Linked DNA regions of Mus musculus: region 1 is linked to region 2. A link is a contact called in public HiChIP or PLAC-seq data. All regions are on one chromosome and are shown on one strand. The core of a region is the stretch at or near the end of the contact, and the rest is flanking DNA. Distances in the headings are between cores, read along the strand shown.

Region 1 (4,473 bases), core at 170-2,669, 490 kb before region 2:
CCTGTCAATAGCTGACTTTAGACAGAGCTACTCTTATCTCAATTGTAAACATCGCCTGGTTCCTGTCAGTCTTTATGTATGCATTTTTTGTTTTGTGTCAGAAAACTTCAATGTACCTTGGCTGATATGTCACCTCACTTCTTTGTTTTCTTCTATAATATAAATCTGATGCTCGCTTTGAGAAATTCAGACACAGCACTCTCTCTGGTGTACGTGTCTGTCATCCTGCCAACTCCTTGTCCCCCTGACTACCGAAATCCTGGTTCCCCATGAGTTGAAGGACCGACTGAGTCCAGTCATTGGCAATAAATCAGTCAGCAAGCAAGAAAAATAAAACTTGGAAATGAATGGTGCCTACCCATCATTGTAATGGGTGTTAGCAATGTTGCAGGTGGATGCACATAGGCAGCGCCACTTCAGCCCTGTCACTGTTGCTTCTCCAAAGCATCCGTGCTTTGAGGATGAATTAGACAGACATCCTTGCCACAAGCACCCTATCCTTCTACCCATCATTGCCATTGACAAAGCCCTACCATCCCCTTAAACAGCACCCGTGAAAAACTTACTCTGTCCAAACTTTTGGAGTTTTGATGGATCATCTAACATGGATCCTATAGCACACAATTTTCATATATACTGTACTCTATACTGGGAAGTATCCACAAATAGTCAACTTATGAAAACTAAGGTTTCCCAATGAAGCCTATTTTCCAATCTAAAATATGTTCTAAAAATATAACCATATAAACTATGTAATCAACAGATCTTACTTCACACTAGTCTCTGTCAGAACTACAGACTTGAGAGAAGAGCATTCCTGGAAGAGAAACAGAAACCAACCATTTCTCTCTCAGACAGGTTTCACATTTTAACATCAAAACACTAACCCAGTAGAACCCAAGATTAATAGATAAGACCCAGAATTCAAGTAAGGAAGATTAAAAGTCAAGAGACACAACAACTTTTAACAACAAGGAAAACCCATAATTAAATTCCATTCTGCAAACAGACAAAGGGGGAACAAAGTGGGGGTGGGGGGAACAAACCAGGAAGAAGTTCTAAGAGGGAAATGAGCTTCAGATAGCTTAGCTAGGGATCTGGGATGTGCGGTTTTGAAAGCAGAAGTGGCCACTGTGGAAATGAGGCAGCAGGAAAGAGAAAGAAAGGCAGGAAGCTGATGTACCTAACTAAGGGCACCTTCATTTCCAATCAGCACTCCTATGAGTGAAGAGATGCAAGGACTGCTAAATGGTTAATGTTGTCAATTGCACGTTATTTGGGGTCAGCAGGAGCCTGGCCAGGCAAAAGATAACTTGCAGAGTCATTTACCAGCTTCCACCGAGCAGGCTGATTGAAACCAGCTGAGCGGGTGACATCACCGCAAGCGGTTTACTATAAAAAGGGCTAGCTCCGTGAGGTCAGGAAGCAGAAAGAAGCCTGGTGAACAGAAGCCAAGCTGAAGAGGGAAAAGCCAAGGGAAGCTCAGAGGACGAGGAGCTCCTCCAAGCAGAGGCTGTGAGGAGCAATTCCCTCAGAGGCAGCTGTGGAAATAAAAGGTGCAGGGGAAAATTTTTTCATTTAAAGAGCTAGGACAGTCTTCCCTACCAGTACCATCACCAAAGAGAAAGGGAAGCTGAGGGGAGAAACTTAATTGGGCTCTTTCCAGCTCTCAGTGTCTGCAAGTGAACTGGAGTGTAAAACCATCACAGAACTAATACTCACGAAGTCTTTCTCTTGGTGTTTATTAAAGAAGCTCCACAAAAGACAAAGCCCCACCATAGTGGAACTGTAATAGTGCCAAGGATAGACAGAAGCCGCTGTCTTCTTGGAGCAGGTTTTGAGTGTATGGTGGCCAAAGGTAACTGAATCACCCAGATTTGTCACAAACTTTTAGCATTAGTGATTTATTCAAAACTAAAGGTTTAGAGGACCCCAATTTCAAAACGGTGGGTTTTTTTTTTCAAGTTTTTTGTTCACTCCACATGAACTAGAATTCGAAATAGAAAAAAAAATAAGTTGAGCATAATCTGAGGACATGAAAAGAGCATTTTCAAATCTAGAAAAATCAACGGTTTCGGGGGGGGCAATATTTGCTTTAAGTAAGACACCAGGTAAGTATTGAGTGTACTGCTGGTTCACATGCCCTTCTTCCGTGGAAGACGACAGCAGGGAAAGTGTAGACATTAGACCTGGTCAAAGACAAGAACAACAGGAGATCTAGCTCTCTGCAAGCTGATCTGGCAAAGAGAGGCTAGCTGCTACTAACATTTCAATCAACATAGCAAGTCCAAAAAGCCCATCACTGAAGACCATGAGTCAGGCTCAGAGCCTCATAGCTCTACCCTAGCTCCTCTGTATCCCACCCAAGACTGACAGCTTAGTTATATCTATGATTCCGTAAACTAAAAACTATGTTTAAACTGACTGAAAACAAGTGACAGTTTCTTTCTTGGGTGAAGGAAATTTCAAGTGTTCACAGTTGCAGAAGATGGCTGGCCACCACACAGGACAGTCCAGATATGGACATGAGCCAACCCTGTCAGGATAAATATGTGGTGCCTATTTTTTCTTCTATGTTTTTGTCCTTAATGGTCTTAAATCAGGAGACATGAAGATAACTTTCTGGATATCTTGTATGGTATTCCTGGGTACACCGACAGATTTAAGTAGTCGTACTTTAAAACTTCAAAATACATTGACATCACTTCTGGACTCTTCCTTGGGTCCCAACATCATGGATTTTAAAAGACTGAAAAGACCCTATCAAATATCTTAGCTCAACCTCCTACTCTTTTTTAGAACATGAAGATATTAAGAACTAGAAGCTTGTAAGCAGCTTGTTTCTCAGTATCAATTTAATTTGACCTAATCAGTTATTTACTGCAAAATAAATAAGATACCAACTAAAATATAATAAACACACTAACTGCAAATCCCAGTTGCAGAAGAAACAATGCATTCCTACACAGACTCCTTCCTACCCCATTCCCCCCTTTCTTTTCCCATTGATTTTCTAAGGTACATTTGCTATGGTTACCATTGTTTCCAATGTCATAACTCCCATATCTAAAAGGCACAGAAACACTCTGCACTTGTCAAGTAGGGAGCTGGCAAATACATTTTTATTGTCTTCCCTCCCCACTAGAACTTTTATGCTCACACCTTTTTACATGATTAGTCATGAACACAGATTGGGATCTGGAGAGCCGGGATTGGTTGGTTGGGTTTTCAAGTTAAGTAGGGTATAAAGGTACGGGATATTGTTGCTGCTGCTGCTGTTCTTGTTCTTGCTCTTCTTGTTGTTGCCCCCACCAGTGGCTTTTAAACAAACATTAACCAATCATCACTTAAAATATGTGGAGTTGAAGGTCATCCTAATCACCAATAGACTCTAACATACTAAGACTTGATATTTCAGCAGCTTCATAAAGCAACAAGTTATTCTTAATCACAGAAACCAAGATACTAAAGAAAAGGAGCCACGTACACAAACCTCCAACAGTACAAGCAGACGAGCACCCTGACACTGCCTACCCTCACTCCATGTCTCAAACACATTGTGCGATCATCCACCAGGCCCCTTCTGTCTAAACACAGAATTCAAGAGCCATACAATGCTCACCTGACATAAAGGATTCTCTTGAAGACAGTCTCATATTTTACTTCCTTACATAAAGTCAAATGTGTCAAGGCTGAGGAGGTAATGATTGACCCAAAGCCCCTTCCACTAAAGGTCAACCATTCAGCTGCCCCTGGCCCTTACAGATTTGTTTCCAATACGACTAGTTGATGGACAGAGTACAACAATTCTAAGCTCACATTCTACCGCTTCTTGTGCAGTTATTCTTCATACTTCTAAACAAGCAAGGTTTTCCCTCATTGGACCACGCCACTCAAACTAGTTTCCTAAAGCTGCAGAAACAAAGTTTCACTAATACTGTTTCACTGTAGCAAGAAGACCTAGGTGCCAGTCTTTCCTACCAGTCTTGGGGGATATACCTCTCCAAGATGGTCAGACCTGAGCATGCAGAGGTGCTGAACTCACCAGGCCAGCTTCTGTAGCTCTGACTCATAAGATCAGTCAATGAGGGCTGAGTCACCACAAGGCAAGCCCAAGGAGTACAGACCAAGAAGCTCCAAGCATTCCATAAATGTTCTGGCCACAACAAAGGCAAAACAGAAAAAAACAGCAACATTTCTAATATCTATACTACATTCTAGGAGCCTGTGTTCTTTAGAAGAAACATAATAGCAATAAATACATCTCAAGTCAGTAGATGCAGATGCCAGTGAGTCTTGGAAGAGGTTTGACTTAGACACCGACTCCTTTTGCAAGCACCAGGGACAGAAACACAAATTATTTAGGTCATAAAATTTTACACCTGGATAAAATTACTCTATTGAAAATTTACCAAGAAGTTAAGGAGACCATGCCATCTTGAGAATGAAGGTTATGAATTACTGTCACATAAT
Region 2 (4,623 bases), core at 2,049-4,548:
TTATTTCACAAAATGGGGGTCTCCTTGTTTTAAAAAATTCTAAATCTTATTTGTACATGTGTGTGGGTATGGCGTGTGGAAATCAGATGACAACTTGTGGGTATCAATTTTCTTCTTTCCCATTGGATCTCAAGAAAGGCACTGAGATTTCAAGGTGTTGCTCCATGTATGAGTAACACGAGTTTCTGAGTCATCACACTGGCCTCTTCATGAATATTTTCTATAATTATTAGTTATTTTTGTATGATACAAAATACAAAAATATGAAGATAGATAAGAGCTACCTATTAAAGTTCTATAGCCAAATATTACTGTGACATCATGGTCTATTTTAGAAATAGGAATAATTAGGAACTTTTGTTCCTGCTTAGTTTAATGAAATAATCTTTCTAATTCACTTACTATCCAGCATCTGTAAAGCACTGAAATATAAGATAGGTGCAGTGGTGACTGAGGCAGGCACAGGGCTAAGCAATATGAGAAGTGTACCATTTGCATACTAACATGTAAAGGATAAGGCATTTTCTGGCTGGTGTCTGTGCTCCTTAAACAGATTTAGTATGAGCCATTCAGGATTCAAGGCTGCACCAAGAAGAATCCCAAAGCCCAGCTGATTGTGAAGCAGATAAAGGTGTGAATGGTGGAATAATCATAGGATATATTACAGGGAAACACCAGAGACATACAGTTTTTTTTAAAATATAAGAGTAGTGAAAAGGATTAATTATGTAATTCTCATACAAAATAAGGTACCAAATTAGGACAGAAAAGGAATATAGCATGATCTTTTCTATTCAAGATACTTATAATAAAACAAGCTAATATGCAGGTATTATCTAAACAATGCAGCATACTTTTTGGCCTATGGCATTAGAAGGGAAATATGTACATTAATTTTCATTGTCTGCTTCAGAGATAGGACTTTAGGCAACAAATGATGAGTCGCAATGATGAGAGAGAAAGGAAAGCAGAATTCTAGATGAGTGAAAGTGTGTGCACAAATGTGAAGATGGAACTGGAATAAACTCTTTCAGTGTTATCTTTGTTTAGATTTATGAAGTTGGGTCATGGAGATGGGGAAGAATGCCTTAGGTCTTTCATTTCATAGGAGAATTCTAAATAAAATTAAAAGAATGAGAATTTTTGAGTTCATGTGTGTTCCAGTTTGAATCTGAAATGTTCTTCAGGCATCCCGGGTTACAGCCTTAGTTCCCAAATTGCTGATGTTGAAAGGCAGCTGAGGCTTTGCAGATCAGGCTGATGGGGAGGTTTTAGGGTAAGTGCCACATCGGCTTCAGTGGGAGTGGAGAATCCCAGCCCTTCCCTGTCTCTTTAAACCAAGGTCAACCTAAATCTTTTCTCCTTCTGGCAGTCAGGGTATTTCATTCATAAATAAAGGCAACTTGATTAGTGAGAAAGGGTACAATAGTATTGGTCCTATATGTTCTTTGATGGAGAATATTTAATGGGTTGAATCACAACTTTTAAATGTGTGGCTCTGACACAATAAGATTGTCTTAAATATCTTTCTAATAAACATAGATAAAGATGGTGCTAATAGCCCTCAGGCCTCGCTTAAGTATCAAGGGCTGAGTACTTTAATTGCCTGCAGAACTTTTGTTATGCAACAGGCCTAAACCATGCTCAACACAAATTAGTGAGGACACTGGGCATCATCAGTGGTTATACTCCCAGGTTATCCCAAGTACAGGCACATTTACCTGCCTTAAGGTATTTAAAAACATACCAGAAAACCAATCTATCCTCACAGTCTCTCTTGACAAAGAAAATCTATTAGTCTGTCTTTGAAAAAGTTATAAAAATGGTGGCTAATGCAAGTTGGAATCCATTATTAGAATTTGATGAAAATTATCTAATTAAAACATTTAGTTAAAATGAAACATTTTATAAAGTAAGGTTTTTTTTTTCAAAAGACTGAAAGAAAGAAGACAATTGATAACATAATTCATCCAGATTTATTGCTGAGTATACTTAGGAAATTGGATGCTATAAAACTTATGACACAGTGATTCCTGTATGAAATACAAATGAATGTAATACAATAAACACAATAAAATAACAAGATAGATGTGAATGTGATTCAGTCCAGGTGCCACTGAGTGTTGCTCAACTTGACAGAAAATAGTCACCTGGGAAGAAGGAACCTCAGTTAAGAAATTGCCTCCATCAGATTAGCCTGTAGACAAATCAATGGGGCTTGATTCATGATCCATATGAGTGGTGCCACCTGGGCAGGTGGTCCTAGAGTGCATAAAAAGCCAGGCTGTGAATCCAGAGAAGCAAGCCTGCAAGTCATAGTTCTCCGTGATCTCTGCTTCAGTTCCTGCCTTGAGTTCCTACCTTGGTTCCCCTTGATCGTAAACTAAACTGTAAGTTAAACTAAACCCCTTCCTCCTAAATGTTTTTTGGGACATGTTGTTTAGCAACAAAACAACTTATCTTCCTGACACTGAAATATTTCCATGCTATTTTCAAAATACCTCCTCTTAAAGACCCCCACACCTGTCTCTCATCATGTTCATGGTGAATTGATGAAAAGGTTTGAGATGCCCTTCTTTTTATAGTATTAATCTTAAGAATATTAAGGGGAAAACACTTCTTTTGAGTAAGACACTAAACATATTTGAATGTTAGGCAAACATCAAAGCAAGTATAACCCTGAGTGTGTTTCCCAGAACAGGTCTCCAACTCATCGGTGAAATATTTCATTATTAAAGATATATTGTTTGTTTCTTTATATTTTAGCTAAGATAAAGAGAAGGCCACAGCATTGTGAGGAGAATGTACGCATGAGAGACTGAAAATGTGTTCAACACAAACATACCTATAAATCATAGGATGACCCATAGACATCTGTGTTTATTAAAAAGCAAGCGGTATATTAATGATGACTCAGCATTTTATTCATGAAAGACAAGTCAGGAAACTGAACCTAGAATTTCCTAAAATTCCCCTTTAAAAGAAGACTGCATAGCAAAATAATAAAGAGTCATCACTAATGTAACTCTTGCTTTTTATTTCAAGCCAATCTTAGTTATTTCATCATCATGAGACAGCATACTTCCTCATTTGGCATTCAGTTTTATGCTTTACCCTCAGTAGACAAAGCTGTGGATGGGTAACAATAAGGTAGATGTACAGAAGAGGTTAAATCTGTGTCAACCTTCTCTTTGTAATGCTCTTCTATTGACTTATAAATGATTTTTTCTCCTGGGGAGGGGGGGGGATGTTCCAAAAGGAAACAGTTCTCACTCGGAGGAGAACAAGAAACATTTCAAACAAGCTTGGGAGAGTCCTGGATTTATCTGGGACTTGCTAGTATGTGGATAGATCACTGTGCAATGGGAAACTGATGTAAAAAAATTACACTGAGCAGCTTTGTAAGATACTAAAGCCAAGACTTCCAAAGAGCATCACTGGGAGTCAGGATCACTTTCAGGATCTGCTACTTGGTTTCTGGTTTATATGTGAATACACATGGTTTGTCCATCACCAAAAAGTCTGGATGCAGCTGGGTGATGGGAAGGCTGGGCCAGCGCAATTGCTGCAATTGTTCAGTAGCTCTCAGCCACTTGGACTTCTGAACCACTTGCAGCTATTCACAATTCCTTCATCCCCTTATGTTCTTCATAGTACTGCTACAGTCTATGTAATACAGGGTATTCTGTGTCATGAACAGGAAGATCTATAATTTAGCTGATTGTCAAAGAGGCAGTTAGTTTAGGGGGGAAAAGAAACTACATTATTTTTCCCAGACTGATACACCCACCAAGAAATGCAAGCTGGCTCATTTAAGCCCAGTAAGTAACAACCTTTTCTCTCCCTCTAGGAAGAGAAGGGAACAAGAAGGGAAGAGAAAACAAAACTGCAAGAACAAATGCTATTCCTATTCACAGCCAGCTCCTGTGACTTATGTTTAACTGCACCAAACAGGAGATGAAATGCCTTACATGTGTTAACTTAATTCCTCACAGGTTCCTGTGCTACCATTTAATCCCCACAATACAGAAGTGATGTTAGGAGCCAGATATCAAGTCACTTACAAGAAGCCTAGCTCTTTTTTATTATTATTTTTATTTTTTTTGGAGGAGGCTGTGTGTGTACATATTTTTATTATAACTACAATTTTTCAAAGAACATAGTTTAAATTTTGTTCAGATATGCTTAAATATATCTGAAATCTGATCTCTAATCCCTTTGAGAAGAAAGCTGAAAATGTAGTGTTCTTCTTCATCATATTCGGACACTTTACCTTGTTGCAAACATTTCCAGGTGGGCTTTTGGAGTGTAAGTTCTGTGATTCTGCTGTCTGTAGTACAACCTACTGGCCTCTGGATTACAGGGACAAGCTGTATCCTGTGGCTGTCATCAACAGAGTCCTTGCTCCAGTGTGCATCTCTCCATCACTTCAGTGCACATGTCATTTTCCTGCCTAGCGTTTGATGAACTGAGAGTGGCTGGCATAAGGTTTGAGCTAATGATAATCTTGCCACATGTGGCCAGAGACAATACAGTAATGCTGAAAAGCCTCTGTGCAGTCCTATTAGTGTCATAAAGAGCCTAAAAGCTGGGACTAGAAAAATCCACAGAAGTTCACTCTTG

Evidence for each region. HiChIP or PLAC-seq counts read pairs in DNA pulled down with a chosen protein or histone mark.
Region 1: an H3K4me3 HiChIP or PLAC-seq map of bone marrow-derived macrophages shows a contact between it and region 2, with 5 times the contacts expected there. The contact joins two enhancer-like sites. A contact is called at or near these places in 2 of 115 datasets of contacts at active chromatin or transcription factors (bone marrow-derived macrophages and large pre-B cells).

The regions. Positions count from the first base shown.
Region 1 is chr3:136,722,312-136,726,784 of GRCm38.p6, reverse strand. All of the region lies in intron 1 of Ppp3ca (protein phosphatase 3, catalytic subunit, alpha isoform), which reads right to left. Among named protein-coding and RNA genes, the nearest start is that of Ppp3ca, 54 kb to the right of the region's middle. Within about 2 kb of position 1,419, at least 151 of the 459 cell types and tissues checked have an H3K27ac peak or open chromatin away from gene starts, as enhancers often do. A contact at or near this core is called in bone marrow-derived macrophages, where this site is marked.
Region 2 is chr3:136,229,241-136,233,863 of GRCm38.p6, reverse strand. The region is part of intron 6 of Bank1 (B cell scaffold protein with ankyrin repeats 1); the gene reads left to right. Among named protein-coding and RNA genes, the nearest start is that of Bank1, 95 kb to the left of the region's middle. Within about 2 kb of position 3,298, at least 9 of the 459 cell types and tissues checked have an H3K27ac peak or open chromatin away from gene starts, as enhancers often do. A contact at or near this core is called in bone marrow-derived macrophages, where this site is marked.